Regions from separate parts of the Ovis aries genome. Here region 2 is linked to region 1. The links are chromatin contacts, called in public Hi-C maps. All regions are on one chromosome and are shown on one strand. The core of a region is the stretch at or near the end of the contact, and the rest is flanking DNA. Distances in the headings are between cores, read along the strand shown. Region 1 holds the start of BACH1 (BTB domain and CNC homolog 1). Region 2 holds the start of CCT8 (chaperonin containing TCP1 subunit 8).

Region 1 (6,449 bases), core at 1,581-4,080:
ATTTTCATGCTCTACTCCATTACCAGACATTTTCCTTAACCAAACCACTCTAAGACTTAGTGGCTTAAAACAGCAATCATTTCATTATCTTATGTTTTTATGAATTCATTGGACCCTATTAAGAGTTTTTTGGTTTTGTTTTTGGCTGGGGTTGGAGTCATGTTTAAACTTGACTAGAACAGAACATTAAAGGTGACTCACTCATGACACATTTGATACCAAATATTGGCTGGTTTAGAGACATGGACAGCAGCCTGCCTGGGAAAGACTGAGGGCAGGAGAAGGGGGCCACACAGGATGAGATGTTACATAACATCACTGACTCATGGGTGATGAGTTTCAGAAGACTCCAGGAGATGGTGAAGGACAGGGAAGCCTGGTGTGCTGCAGTCCATGGGGTCACAAAGAGTCGGACTCGACAGAGACTGAGAAACAATAAATTGGCTGCTTGCTCTGCTGGGGGCAGCTGACTAGAGAGGGTACACATGTCCCATGCGGAGCTTGTCACAGCATGGTGACTTGTCCGAGAGGGAGGGTCCCAAGAAAGAGGAAGTGGGAGATGCCAATCTAAAGACTAAACCCAGAATTAACAGAGCATCATTTCTGCAGTGTTCTCCTGGCTATGCAGTTATAGCATCAGATGGTTGGAAAACAAATTCCCCTCTTGATACAGAGAGTGACAACAGAGTTTTGCTATTTTTAATCCCCAACTGGTTTTTGGAGCCACAGGAATTTTTCCCTACTCAGACCCTACACTGAACCACTTAGATTGTCATTAAATCTGGTATTCCAGTAGCACCTCTTTCACCAATTTGGCCCCTGTCACACTAAGCTCTTCTGCTCCAGTATTGTCTTCTTTATTACTGCCTTTTAAAAAACTGAAGTATAGCTGATGTTATACTTATATATTATTGTTATAATATGATAACAATATTATATGTTATATGTTACAGGTGTACAATATAGTGACTCAGAATTTTTAAAGTTATACCTCATTTATTGTCATCATAAAATAAGTATGGCTGTATTGTACAATATATCCTTATAGTAATAGCCTATTTTTAAATTATTTTTGCCTGTTTTAAATCTTAGAAGTTGTGAACATCCCAAGTCAGAGATTACATTCCTTTCACTTTACTTACCATTTTAATATTAAATAAACACAAGGCTTTCCCAGATGGCGCTAGCAGTAGAGAACCCACCTGCCAATGCAGGAGATATAAAAGATGCGGGTTTGGTCCTTGGATTAGGAAGATCCCCTGGAGAAGAGGATGGCAACCCACTCCAGTATTCCTGCCTGGAGAATCCCATGGATGGAGGAGCTAGCGGGCTTCAGTCCATAGGGTGACTTAGCACACATGCAGGCACGAACTCAGGCAGCCTGAAATGCCATCTGCCTTCTCCCTTTAGATTGTTGCATACAGTCTTCCCTCCTTGGCTTATAGGGTCCTATTCTTCAATACAAATGTCACCTCCTGTCCAAATTCTAGGTTACAGTCAATCACTTCGCCGATTGGACCCTGCACAATTTCACTCGTCATTTTCTCGTGTATTTTGGATATAACTCAAATGTCCTGTAGTCTCAGTCTGTGAGTACAAATGTAGTCACATTAGTGACAATATCTGACTTTTGTTAACTAGGTAGCCTTTCTTGCACTGGGAGGTGCAGAGTTGTCTTCCTTCCTACCCCAGAATGAGCCTTCACCTCCTGGTGCTGATGCTGTCCAACCATCAGTGTCTTGTGTTTCAACCTGAATCAAAAGCCGATCGCAAAATCCCAAGATCCGGCCTCCAATAGATCAGCACAGTGAAAGGGACACTCGGGTCTCCGGTTAGATTCGGAAGTGTAGGCTTTTTGTCAGGTGGGCGTCTCTGCCCACAGTCAGTGCTTTGAATTGCAGAGATGTCTACTTAAGTAGACTGGGGACTTAATTTTAACGCCGACAGCTGGATAAACACCAGAATAAACAGCAGAAGAGATGAATGTCTGACCTGGGGCCGAGATGAGCTGGCTGACACCACCAGAACACTGAACCCGGTTCCAAATTTCCTGGCAGCCACGGCATAAAGGGGACACCTGCGAGCCGACGCTGTTGTTTTCTCTGTCAGACACCAGGGCTGCCAGATGCTTTCTACAAAATCTTGGGTGCACTTGATGCATCTTTATCAGCAAGCTCAAATACCTGCGAACCTGGGCGCCCCGCCACACTCAGGAGAAGGCAGAGGAGCGTGCTGCCAGCAGCTACCTCTGATGGGGTCTGGTCTGGGGAGAGGGACGTGGGCCGGCGCTAGTCTTCTCCTCCTGGTGTCCGCTGGCACTCGACTCCGGGTGTCCAGGCAACACTTCGAGAGAGCAGGCCATCAGGCTTTTCCTTTCCTCTTGAAGCAGGGAAGGAGGAGATGATGGTCCTCAGGTGTTGTTTTGTTTTTTTTTTTCAGACAGCGGGCTATGCCTGCAAAGGGGCGACGCCCGCGGAGGTTTCAAAGACACCATCGCCTGCACTATCCTGCCATGCCCGGTATCCGCGTATGGTCCCTCCCTGCATGCCCGTCCGGTGGGCTTCGGGCTTCAGGGAGCAAGCTGCAAGGACCCGCAAAGCCCGATTCCCGGCCAGCGTGTGGGGCGGGCTTTTCGGGAGGGCGGGGTTTAGGCGCGCTGGAGCGGGAGGGGCGGGGCTTCGCGAGGTTGGCCTACGGGGCGGGACCTCCTGAAGCGGGTGGGCGGGGCTTCGGCCCCGGGAGGGGGCGGGGCGGTGGCGGCAGCGGCTTCGGAGAGAAGGGAGGGGTGGGGCGCGGAGGGGGCGGCCGGCCGCGGGGAGGGAGTGAGTCACCTGATCGCTGCCCGCGCGGCCGGTCGGGCTTGCTGGCCGCCGTCAGTCGGGCCGCGCCGCGCCTCGGCTGTGGTGAGTGGCTCGCCCGTCCTGAGCGCCCTTCGCCCGGAGGGTTCGGCGCGGCGGTGGCGGGCGGTCGGGGCCGTCGGCCGGTGAGGGGCGATCTTCGAGCGGGTCCGGAGGAGGCGGCGGAGGGGAGGACGCGGGGCGGCGGCTCTCTGGGTCTGGGCGGCGGGCGCGGGGGGCCTCTGAGCGGGGCCCGCGCGGGGCAGCTCGGGCTCGGTTTCCTGGAAGGGGCCGCGTCCGCCGGAAGGGGCGAGCGGCCCGGCGCGCCGCCGCCAGCGCCGCTGTTTACGGGCCGGCTCTGTACTTTACCCGGCGCCGCGGGGCCGGGGGGGGCCCTCCGCCGCTTCCCGGGCGCACCCCACCCCCGCCCCGATGCCGCGCGCGGTGCACCCGGCTGTGACACCTCAGCAGCGCCCGCCCCGGCTCCGTATTGTTCTCCGCCCACCCTCGGCGGCCGCGGCCCGCGAGCTGTCGGCCTCCCTTCTTCCCAGCCTGGTCGGGGGTAGCCGGGGAGTGTAGGTGGCGCGTGTGATCGCGGACTCAGAAAGGCCGAGTCGGTGGCTGGAGCACAACCACCACCTTGCGGGGCTGGCTGGGTTTAGCCAAGACTGGTTTAGGGGGTAGCCCCTGGGGGATCCCAAGACCCTCTCCCCACCCACCACCCACCCTCTTTGTTGGGAGTTTTGCCCAGCAGGCTGTAATCAAAGGCTCCCACAGTCGGGTGAGAGTGGGTGTTGCTCGTAGAGACGCCAGCTTTGTGCGTGTTTCAGGCGAGTGCCGTCGCTCGCGCGTCCTTGCGCGGCAGTTTTGTGTCATTGAGTAGAATCATGCAGAAAGGCTTTTGTGCAAAGTGAGCGTTGGGTTCGGGCTGATTCCGAGGTACAGCGTAGTAGTCATTGTGGAAGAAACTGCGTGTGGGAGAGCAGGGGGAAACAAGCTGCGAGATCAGGCTCGGCGGAACAAAGGCTGTTTTGTAGGGACACCTTGTCTTTTGGGGGAGAATTCTGTCAGTATCGGGTGTGGAGGGCTAGATCTTGGGTTGCTGTGTTTTGACAGTCCTTATAGCCCGGAGGGGTTTGCCTGTCCGGCGGCAGTTCCGAATAGTAAAGGGGTGGAAACAGCCGGGCGTGCGAGTGACGGAGCGCGATTGAGCGCTTCACATGGTCAAGCAGAGAAGTGGGAAGAGGCCGGCTGGCTTCTTCCTGGTCTTGGGTAGTGGTGCAAGGGCTGGCTGGACTGGAAAAGGCTTCCTACTTCAGCCTTTGGAGTAAAGAAAGATGTTAGTCGTTCAGTCGTGTCTAACTCTCTTGTACCCCGTGGTCTGTAGCCCGCCAGACTCCTCTGTCCGTGGAATTCTCCAGGCAAGAATACTGGAGTGGGTTGCCATTCCCTTCTCCAGGGGAATCTTCCCCACCCAGGGATCGAACCTTGGTCTCCCACTTTACAGGCAGATTCTTTACCATCTGAACCACTGGGGAAGCCTGGGGGCGGGGCGGGGCGGGGTGGGGGAGACACCTGGTGAGTCAGCTTGCAGTAGGACGGCCTTGGTTTAAGTGATAGCCTGGCATCGTGTGTGATTCTTCTTGTTTAACCTATAGCCGTGTCAAGTGCTTTACTATTGTTCAGTTTGTTGGTTGGCTCGCAAGGTAGATGACTCCTTAAAAAGAAAGTTGGGCTGCTGAGTCATTCGCCCCAGCCTGAGAGGTAATTAGGAACAGCTGGTGCCGGTACGCTCATCACATGCCTCCACTATAAAAGGCCAAGGAGCACTCCAGAAGGGTTGCCTCAGAGGCCCGAAGCTGGGGTTGTGTGTGTGTGGATGCAGGTAATCAGTGGGTGAGGTGCCAGCACTCTTAGGAAGAGGCCAAGTAATGCTGAGGTGGTGTTTAAACACAGAGCTGCCTCGTGACCTACTGCCTGAGAAGTTTGTGCCAGTGAGAGCTAAAACAGAGGAAGAAATGTGCAGCTAGGAGTCACCTCCCAACAGTACTGTAACAGAAATATTCATTTCTCTTACTGCACTCAGGGTTTTTTGTTTGTTTGTTTCCCTGTGGTTTTGCTGTTGTGTGGTGTATACATCTCAGAAAATGCGCTTAATCTGTTCTTCATGAAGATTTGGGTAGGAGAATGCCAAAGGAGCCTGCCTCCTGGTTTTTCGTGGACCCTGGCTTTTCAGGCATTCAGTAGTAGTTTCTGGTGGAGGAGAGGAGGACGTGGGTGGAATTAACAGGTCTCTTTGGGTCAAGTCTAGAAAGCGCTGACTGATGGAAGGCAAACCATATGGCTGTCTGTCTTATTGTCTTAAGAGTGATGACGCTGGTGTCTTTCCAAGTTGGATCATTACTTATTGCTTTAAAAAAGAGCCCAGGACCCAAGCATACAGTCCCTATTGTCTACAAAGTTTAGGGATGGGAAATGTGAACTGGGAGCAGCTGGCCCTTATCTGTGGTCACAAGAATGAATCTTTTTTCTTTTTGATAGGCTTTTATTTAAGATATTTTGTAGTAGAAAATGGTGCTTTATGTTTGCAACTAGAAGAGATTAGAAATCATGAATTTTTTAGGGATTTGGGCTTCTAAGGTGGGTGCCAGATGATTCATTTGGAAGAAAATAATAAGCCCTTGGATTTTTTTAAACATCACTTCTATAAAATAAGAAAGACATTAATTTTCAAGGTACAGACTAACAGTAGTACATGCATGTTTTATAACGTAGATTTTTTTGCATGCCCCCCTCACCCCGTTGGGAACATAAAGAGTTTGTTAACCACTGTTAATAGTACTCTTTCAACAACTAGGGTGTTGTTTTTTTTTTAAACTTGTGATTTCCTCTTGAAAGCTATCATTCTTTCAGATGTTCTTAATTTTTATTTCACATGTAGTTTTTTTTTCTAATCCTGTATATTAAAGATTTAGAAGCTTGAGGGTACATTTCATCATTACATTGTTGATGTTGAGAATGGAAAGAACAAAAAGTGCAGAGTTGCCCATTACCTATGATACCATGTATTTTGAATTTGGAGACAAGTCAGGAGGTTGGTTTGTTTCATGGATAGGATCTGAAGTGTAGTAATAAGTGAAAGAGTATAATGGGACCACCGGAAAATAATCTGCACACTGGAGTATAATTTGTATGTAACATATTCTTTGAAAAATTACTTTGTGCTGTTACTTCTCGAAGTCTGCATTTTTAGGGGGCCAAGTTTACAAGGGGCCCCTTTAACAAGGGTTAAGGAGACTACATATTGAGCAGATCACTTGGAAAGTGGCATTTCTCCCCTTAGGAGAATGTGATTTACTCAGAAAGTCAGCCTTCTAGGCATGCTGGGGGATGGTGAGTATTTACCATTCAGTTAAAATCTTGTAGGCCATATGCCTTTTGCACTCCTGTACTGTGAGAAGTGATGTTGAAAACCCCTTTAAATGGCCAGTTGTCAGATTCTCATCACAGTGCTGATCCTCTCCAAGACTTAGGTTTAAGGAATCATCTCTTCCTTCCAGCTTTCTGACCAGTGTTTCTGTTAATGGTGGAATCGTCCTATCCCTAAACTCA
Region 2 (6,449 bases), core at 2,036-4,535, 270 kb before region 1:
TAGGTGAACAAAATTCTACCAACTGATTTAATTTCACGAACACAATTAAAACAAACCCATCTTAAATATCAGCTGTTTCTACATTATAGAATAATTCACTTTAGTGTCACGCTCTAAAGAAGATAACATTCAATTTTATATTATCGGCAAATATATATGCATATTTTATCACAACCAACCTCTCCATAAGTTACAGGAGATTTTAACAGGAGCAAAGATGTGAAACATAAAGAGGATTCTCTATAATTGGGAACATCTATAGCATGAATTTTCAAGTTGGGAATTTAAAAAACCCCTTATTATCCAATGTGAATGAAATAAAGGTTATTCGATGTTAGAATACACTGAATTTTTGACATCACCAAAACATTTCTTGGGTTTTTAAAAGAAATAACTTACTTCTAGCTCTCTTAAAATAGTCGCTGCATCATTCGTCACAAACAACTTCTCCAGATGGTTGATAACCATTTTGTTCATTCCTCAAAAATAGTCAGAAAAAGAAATGCATCATCACTCAAACCCCTCTCCAGACACCAAAGAAAATCCAGTGAAGAAACAAAAATTTGCTATCCATTCCTTGAAATAACTTTGTAAGAACTCAAAACATACTACCTATTCTTAAAGCCACAGCTCAATGGCTTCCCCTGCCTGCACACCTATTATTTCTTTCCTGCCAATTTCATATTTTTTCAATCAACTTAAATTATATTGACATGTACAAAGACTAAAATTATTTACTTGAAAGTGTGTTTTGCTTATTCCATAAATTTGTATCAATTAATTCAGTTGATGGGAAGCAAGAGAGAATTTTTCTCCCTTAAATTATGTCATTTTACTTAAGAGAACTATTCCACAGCTGTAACAATGGTACTACCTCAAAGGTGAAAGCACCATAACTTTTCTATCCTCTCAATAGGACAAAAAGTAACATTTTGATTACAACTTTTCTAAAAAGATCCAAACTGCTGATTAAAGATTAGGAAAACTGTACAGGAGTTACTGAACTGTGAAATGATTTTCAACACTACAGTGTATTATGGCTAAAATTCTCAATTTACATATAATATCCTCAAACAAGTTTCAAAGAACTACTACACAAAATTATATTATAGTACTGTATTTTTTTTTAAACATGAATTTAGAAATTACCATTTGGTCCATATGCTGTACGAGTTGTTTGGGCCAGCTCTTTGCAAGCCTGTATGTTCCTGTACACAGCCTCTTCTAATCCTGAAAAATGCTGTAGAAGAAAATTTCTGATTAGGCAGGACAATGAATCTCAATAATTTCTTCATCTGTAAAATAATAGTACCTGTCTCAAAAGACTGTTGACATTATCAAATGAGATTTATGTATGTAAAGCATGGTGTTTGGTGTTCCTATGATACCAGATACCATCCTAATTCACAGATTTGTCCACAAGTTGAATGAATAAGGCATGACATTTTTAGGGACCATGAGTACCTACTTACACATCAAAACATAAAGCTTAATTTTTTTTAGTTTAGTGAAAAGTGCAGAGAAGAGTGCTAAGCCTGATTAGAGAAAGCATATGAACCATTGCAGATTATAAAAATACCTTTCCAGAGTCTACCAATTCTTTCTAAAAGCCGAAATGTGGTATGAATGTGATAAAACCTGAGCACTGTAGAGTCAACAGGTCTATGTTCAAAGGGAATTAACATATTTGCCTTATACATTTTTAGAACTAAAGCATACAGATTTTGAATTCTCATTTGAACTGAAACAAACTGTTCGTTTGTACACATTAATTCCAACGTGTATACACTGAAAACTGAACTGCTCACAGTACTCAAATTTTCAAGTTTTACAATGAACTTCTTTTAGACATGGGATTTACTTGTGAGTCTCAGATAAATTTCAAGAGCCTACTGTTCATGTGAACATCTTTTTTCTTACTGTTTTAACAAGTCAAACTCACTTCATCCTCAGTGAGTTTGGTCCCTTAGCCTGAAACATTTCTGCCTTTAATCTTGGCCACTAAGCACAGAGCTGAGTTCTTTCCTTAACATTTTATTTACTGTTCTACCCCAAACTTTCCTTTATAATTTTTTTTTAGAGGCGCACTTTCAATTTCCTTTATCATTATTTGAAATTATCCTTCTGCTTATTTGGTCACTTATTTCTGCCTCAGAATAAAAAAAATACGGCCACTTCCCTTTTAAAAAAAAATTAGTTCATGTCATTTTCAGCAAAGCTCTTTCACCAATACTTACAGTAAACCTCCTTACCTACTAGAGTCACGTTATCCCCAAAGTGCATCCTCGCCAACAAGAAACCTAGTTCCCTCAAACTGTTACCACAAATGGAACCACAGTATCTACATTCGTTTAAGCACAGCAAGTCTGGGTGACAATAAGGGAACGCAACTATTTGAACCTAAGAGACACACTTACAGCAGTGTGTCTAAGACATTAAAAAAACAAACAAAAAACCATGCTGTTGAAATTACTTTCAAGATCTCGCCATAAAACAAAAGCTTTACTTAGCTCAGGGTGTCACTTACTCTGTTGGTTACAACTATTTCCGTCCAATCTCCCCAACTGAAAGATGAGGAAAGTAAGACCCAGAGGATTAAGTTTTACCTCAAGCTGGCTAAGTTCAGAACAGAGCCCATTGGGATTGTAACTAAGATTTATCCTATAATGCACTATTTCTGCTAACTAAATGGGGAGCTCGCCGTTTCTCATTTGCAAGAGTTGCCTCGTCCCTCTCCTCCCTGGACCACCCGCTCCTGGAACCGTTTCGCAGTACTCAAAGCAACCTCACCTACGTTATTTCACCTACTTCGCGCCCCTCAAAGGAGAGCCTCCTCACTCCCGTTTTACTGACGGAGGAAAAATGCAAAGAGCGGCCTTCACACCCTGTAAGGCTACAAAGCAAAAAACGCGCCGCCTGCGGCCTCGTCGTCCACTCGCCGTTTCTGGCCGCTTGCCCCCCTCTCCCGGGTTCATTTAAAAAAAAAAACTCGAAATGCCCGGGGCCCTCCGCGGCCAAGCTCTCCAGAGAACACCTCCGTTTCTGGAATCTTCTTTCCCTCCGACCGCTATGTCGGGTGGGCACGCCGGGCCCGTTGGTAGGCTTTTCTTCTTGACTGCGGCCGCCGCGGCTCTCCCACCTCACTCCCTCTTCCTCCTTTTCTTACCTTCGCTCCCTCCTTGAGCATCTGGGCAAAGCCCGGGGCCTTGGGGACGTGGAGGGCCATGACCAGTCTGCAGGGTGCCGTTCACGCGCCCTCTCAGGAGATCCTGGAAGAAACGAGAGGCGCGCACAGCTTCCTGGGAACGTAGCGTGCGGCCGGCTCACGCCCCTCCTTTCTCTTCAGCCGGTCCCGCCCTTTCCCCCGGCGGCCTAGTCTGTGAAGCCTCGCGAGAAGGAGCAGTTAGCGCCGCCAGAACTGAGTTGACGATTCTCGAGCTGGTCGATCGATGGGGTGGCTCGATCGGGCTGGGCCTTCTGTCTTCCTGCCGACGCACGCGTAGGCTGCCTGGCGGATGTGGCTCGCTCCCGGAGGTCGTTCCCTTCGCTTAGACTCATAGGCTCTGTGCTGGGGACTTTTGAATGTTGTCAGTTTTGTCCTTGAGTTTTGCAACTCCTTCCAAGAGTAGCTTCCGTGTAAATCTTCCAGAGCTTCCCACGATATCAGCCAGGTGGGCACCCCTTTTTTCCCGAGGCCGAGGATCTGCCTTCATCCTCCAAATCTGTGGTTGAACTTGCGCTCAGACTTGGGCCCTGTAGCAGCTCTGGGGACTTGAAGGTGATAAATGAAAATCTGAAAGGAAAACTACGTACTGAGTGCTCATATGTGCCAGGCCCCGTTATTTGCTTTATGTGCGGTATCTTAGCTAGTGGTCAATCTTTTATTAATTACTTTGCAATTTACAATTTAGTTTGTACAAGATCACAGCGCTAGTAGTGTTAAAACTAGGATTTCTACCCAGATTAGATTGCAAAATGCACGTTGTTAGGCAACTGTATTCCTCTTTCCTCCTTTTCTTTTTTCTTCTGTTTTTTGGCCGCCCCACAAGCATGTGAGATCTTATTTCCCCCGCCAGGAGTGGAACCCCGCCCCCCTGCAGTGGAAGCATGATGTCTTAACCACTGGAACACCTGGAAAATCCCTTTCCTGCTTTTTCTTGGAAATATAAACCCCTTTTACTTTCCCACAGTCCTTTAAAACCTGACCTCTGTGTCATCCCACATCAGCACATGACTGATTTCAAAAGACTGAATAATGGCAGAATACTTCAAAGAATAATTTCACACAGTGAAAGTAATCCACTCTCCTAGTAGAAAATATAGACAACTGAATAGAACGTTTGGCTTGTCTTTTGTTCCTTGGTCAGACACTTGCAAATGATTTATTTTCCTTAAATCGGGACAGATTTAGTGTGTCTTAAGGAATAATCAAATGTGTTACATGTACTATAACTTTTTCTAATTAGCACTTAAGTGCATAATTATGAAAAAATATTTTTGCGAGGCATCTCTAACCAACTGGTATGTGAACCACCTTTTGGGAAACATTCAGCGATCCTCAAAGGGTGGTCCAAGGACAACAGGAGATTTCCTTATGCTTTAGTCAAGAAATAAGTGAAAGTGAAATCACTCAGTCATGTCTGACTCTGCGATCCCATGGACTGTAGCCTAGCAGGCTCCTCCCTTCATGGGATTCTCCAGGCAAGAGTACTGGAGTGGGTTGCCATTTCCTTCTCCAAGCCAAGAAATCATCTAACTCAAAGAGAGCATTGCTTATAAACATAACCGGCAACAACAACAAAACTGAAAGAGATTAAAGATGACATGATAAAATTTTAATAATAATTAAGGTATCAAGTCTTGGTAGAGACCATGGTAGATAATTTGAGGATAAAACTATTGATGAATCAAATTTCCATGGAAAGTTTTAATAAAAAATTGATCTGGGGACTTCCCTGTCAGTCCAGTGATTAAGACTCCACTTTGACTGCAGGGGCTGTGGGTTTGATTCCTGTTAGGGAACTAAGAACCTACATTCCTTAGCAAAACTGCCAAAAATAATAATAAAAGTAACCATAATAATAACAGTTTGAGAATTGATATTAATTTTAGTAAATTAAAAAGGAAATGGGAATGATTAAATCAGTTAAAATCTTCTGTATGGTAATTGATCAAGAATTAAATTGATTTAATTGCTAAGAAGAATGCTTTTTAGATAAAAATTCATTTTGTATTACTTGGAGTAGATGATGTATTCATAATTGTGGAATTAAAAGCTCAAGGGCAAAATTTCCACTGGATCCAAATAGCCAAATATTCCTCACCCAGACTAAAAAGTAAACACACTCAATATGGCTCGGGGCCTGGGTCCTGGTCCCTGCTTGCGGCACCTGTATCTTTGCCCTGTTGGCCTTCCTCTCCGTCTTCTGGCCACAGAAGCCTGAATAGTTCATCCTGTCTGCTTTACCTCCACTGCTTCAAGGTCTCAGCCTCTGCTCTCCTCTACCTAGAATGCTCATCTGCTCCCCTTTGGCTGAGTTAGTTCTACTTCAGTAAACAAACACTTACGTTAGAAAGCCTTTGATGACTCCCAAGACATTCCCTGTGAGTCATTCTCACAGCTTCTGTGCTTCTCCTTCACAGCACTTATCCTGGTTATGACAAAATTTGTTGCAGTCTTTCCCAACTGGTAGATAGGCACTGTATTGCCAGCATATATCACTGGACGTTGCATGAAGCAGACTTAACGGATGGCTAAATGGGTGTCTGAGTGTTACTGAAAGGTGTGGGGCCTGGCTGCTCACTGCTCAAAAGCCAATAAACAGGCCAGGTCGGTGGAAAGGAAAGTTTGCTTTATTTCAGGTGCTGACAGCTGGGCAGGAGGGTGGACCTCTATCCCAAGGCCAACTCACCCCGCTGGCAGCCAGTGGGGCGAGAGCTTTTATAGACAGAAGAGGGCTACGTGCAGAAACATCACAGTCAGCTCTGACAGTCATCTTCAAGTTGGTCAGCAGTGGTCTGACCAGGGTCATCTTGGTTGTTTTAGGTACAATTAATATTCAGTTCTAGGGCAGATTTGTTTCCACTGTGTTCTCGGAATTGTGGCAGCCCATGTCATGGCTACAGTCTGGTCATCAGGTAATTAACTTCTCCACCTGGTAGGGGTTTCAGAATCTATAATAGACAGTTCACACGATATGGCTCAGAATGTTCTCTATAGCGCTAGAGAAAGAACTAAAGGTCCTTGACTATGCTTAATGAGTGCATTATTATTATTATTTGTTCTCCTTTGACTGTTTTCCTGTTTTCACATGTTCTCATTTCTCTGATTAAACTTATGCCTTGACTAAAGTTTTCCACAAACAAAAAGCAGGCTGAGGACACGGGGTGGAACAGGGAAGGCCCATCACGTCCTGCTCCATTCTATGAAGAGAAGACCAAAGAATTGG

Evidence for each region. Hi-C and Micro-C count contacts between places; a contact is called where the count stands out from the background.
Region 2: a contact with region 1 is called in a Hi-C map of liver, with 5 times the contacts expected there. The contact joins the promoter of CCT8 here to the promoter of BACH1 in region 1. A contact is called at or near these places in 3 of 16 Hi-C or Micro-C datasets (blood, liver and skin fibroblasts).

What each region holds. Positions count from the first base shown.
Region 1 is chr1:127,429,109-127,435,557 of ARS-UI_Ramb_v3.0, reverse strand. BACH1 (BTB domain and CNC homolog 1) reads left to right here and starts at 2,830. Exons shown (of 6, transcript XM_060403830.1): 1 at 2,830-2,903.
Region 2 is chr1:127,697,074-127,703,522 of ARS-UI_Ramb_v3.0, reverse strand. It overlaps CCT8 (chaperonin containing TCP1 subunit 8), which reads right to left and starts at 3,285. Exons shown (of 15, transcript XM_004002787.5): 1 at 3,167-3,285; 2 at 1,150-1,240; 3 at 400-479. The coding sequence starts at 3,226. LOC105610396 (a long non-coding RNA gene) reads left to right here and starts at 3,488. Exons shown (of 2, transcript XR_001433837.3): 1 at 3,488-3,671.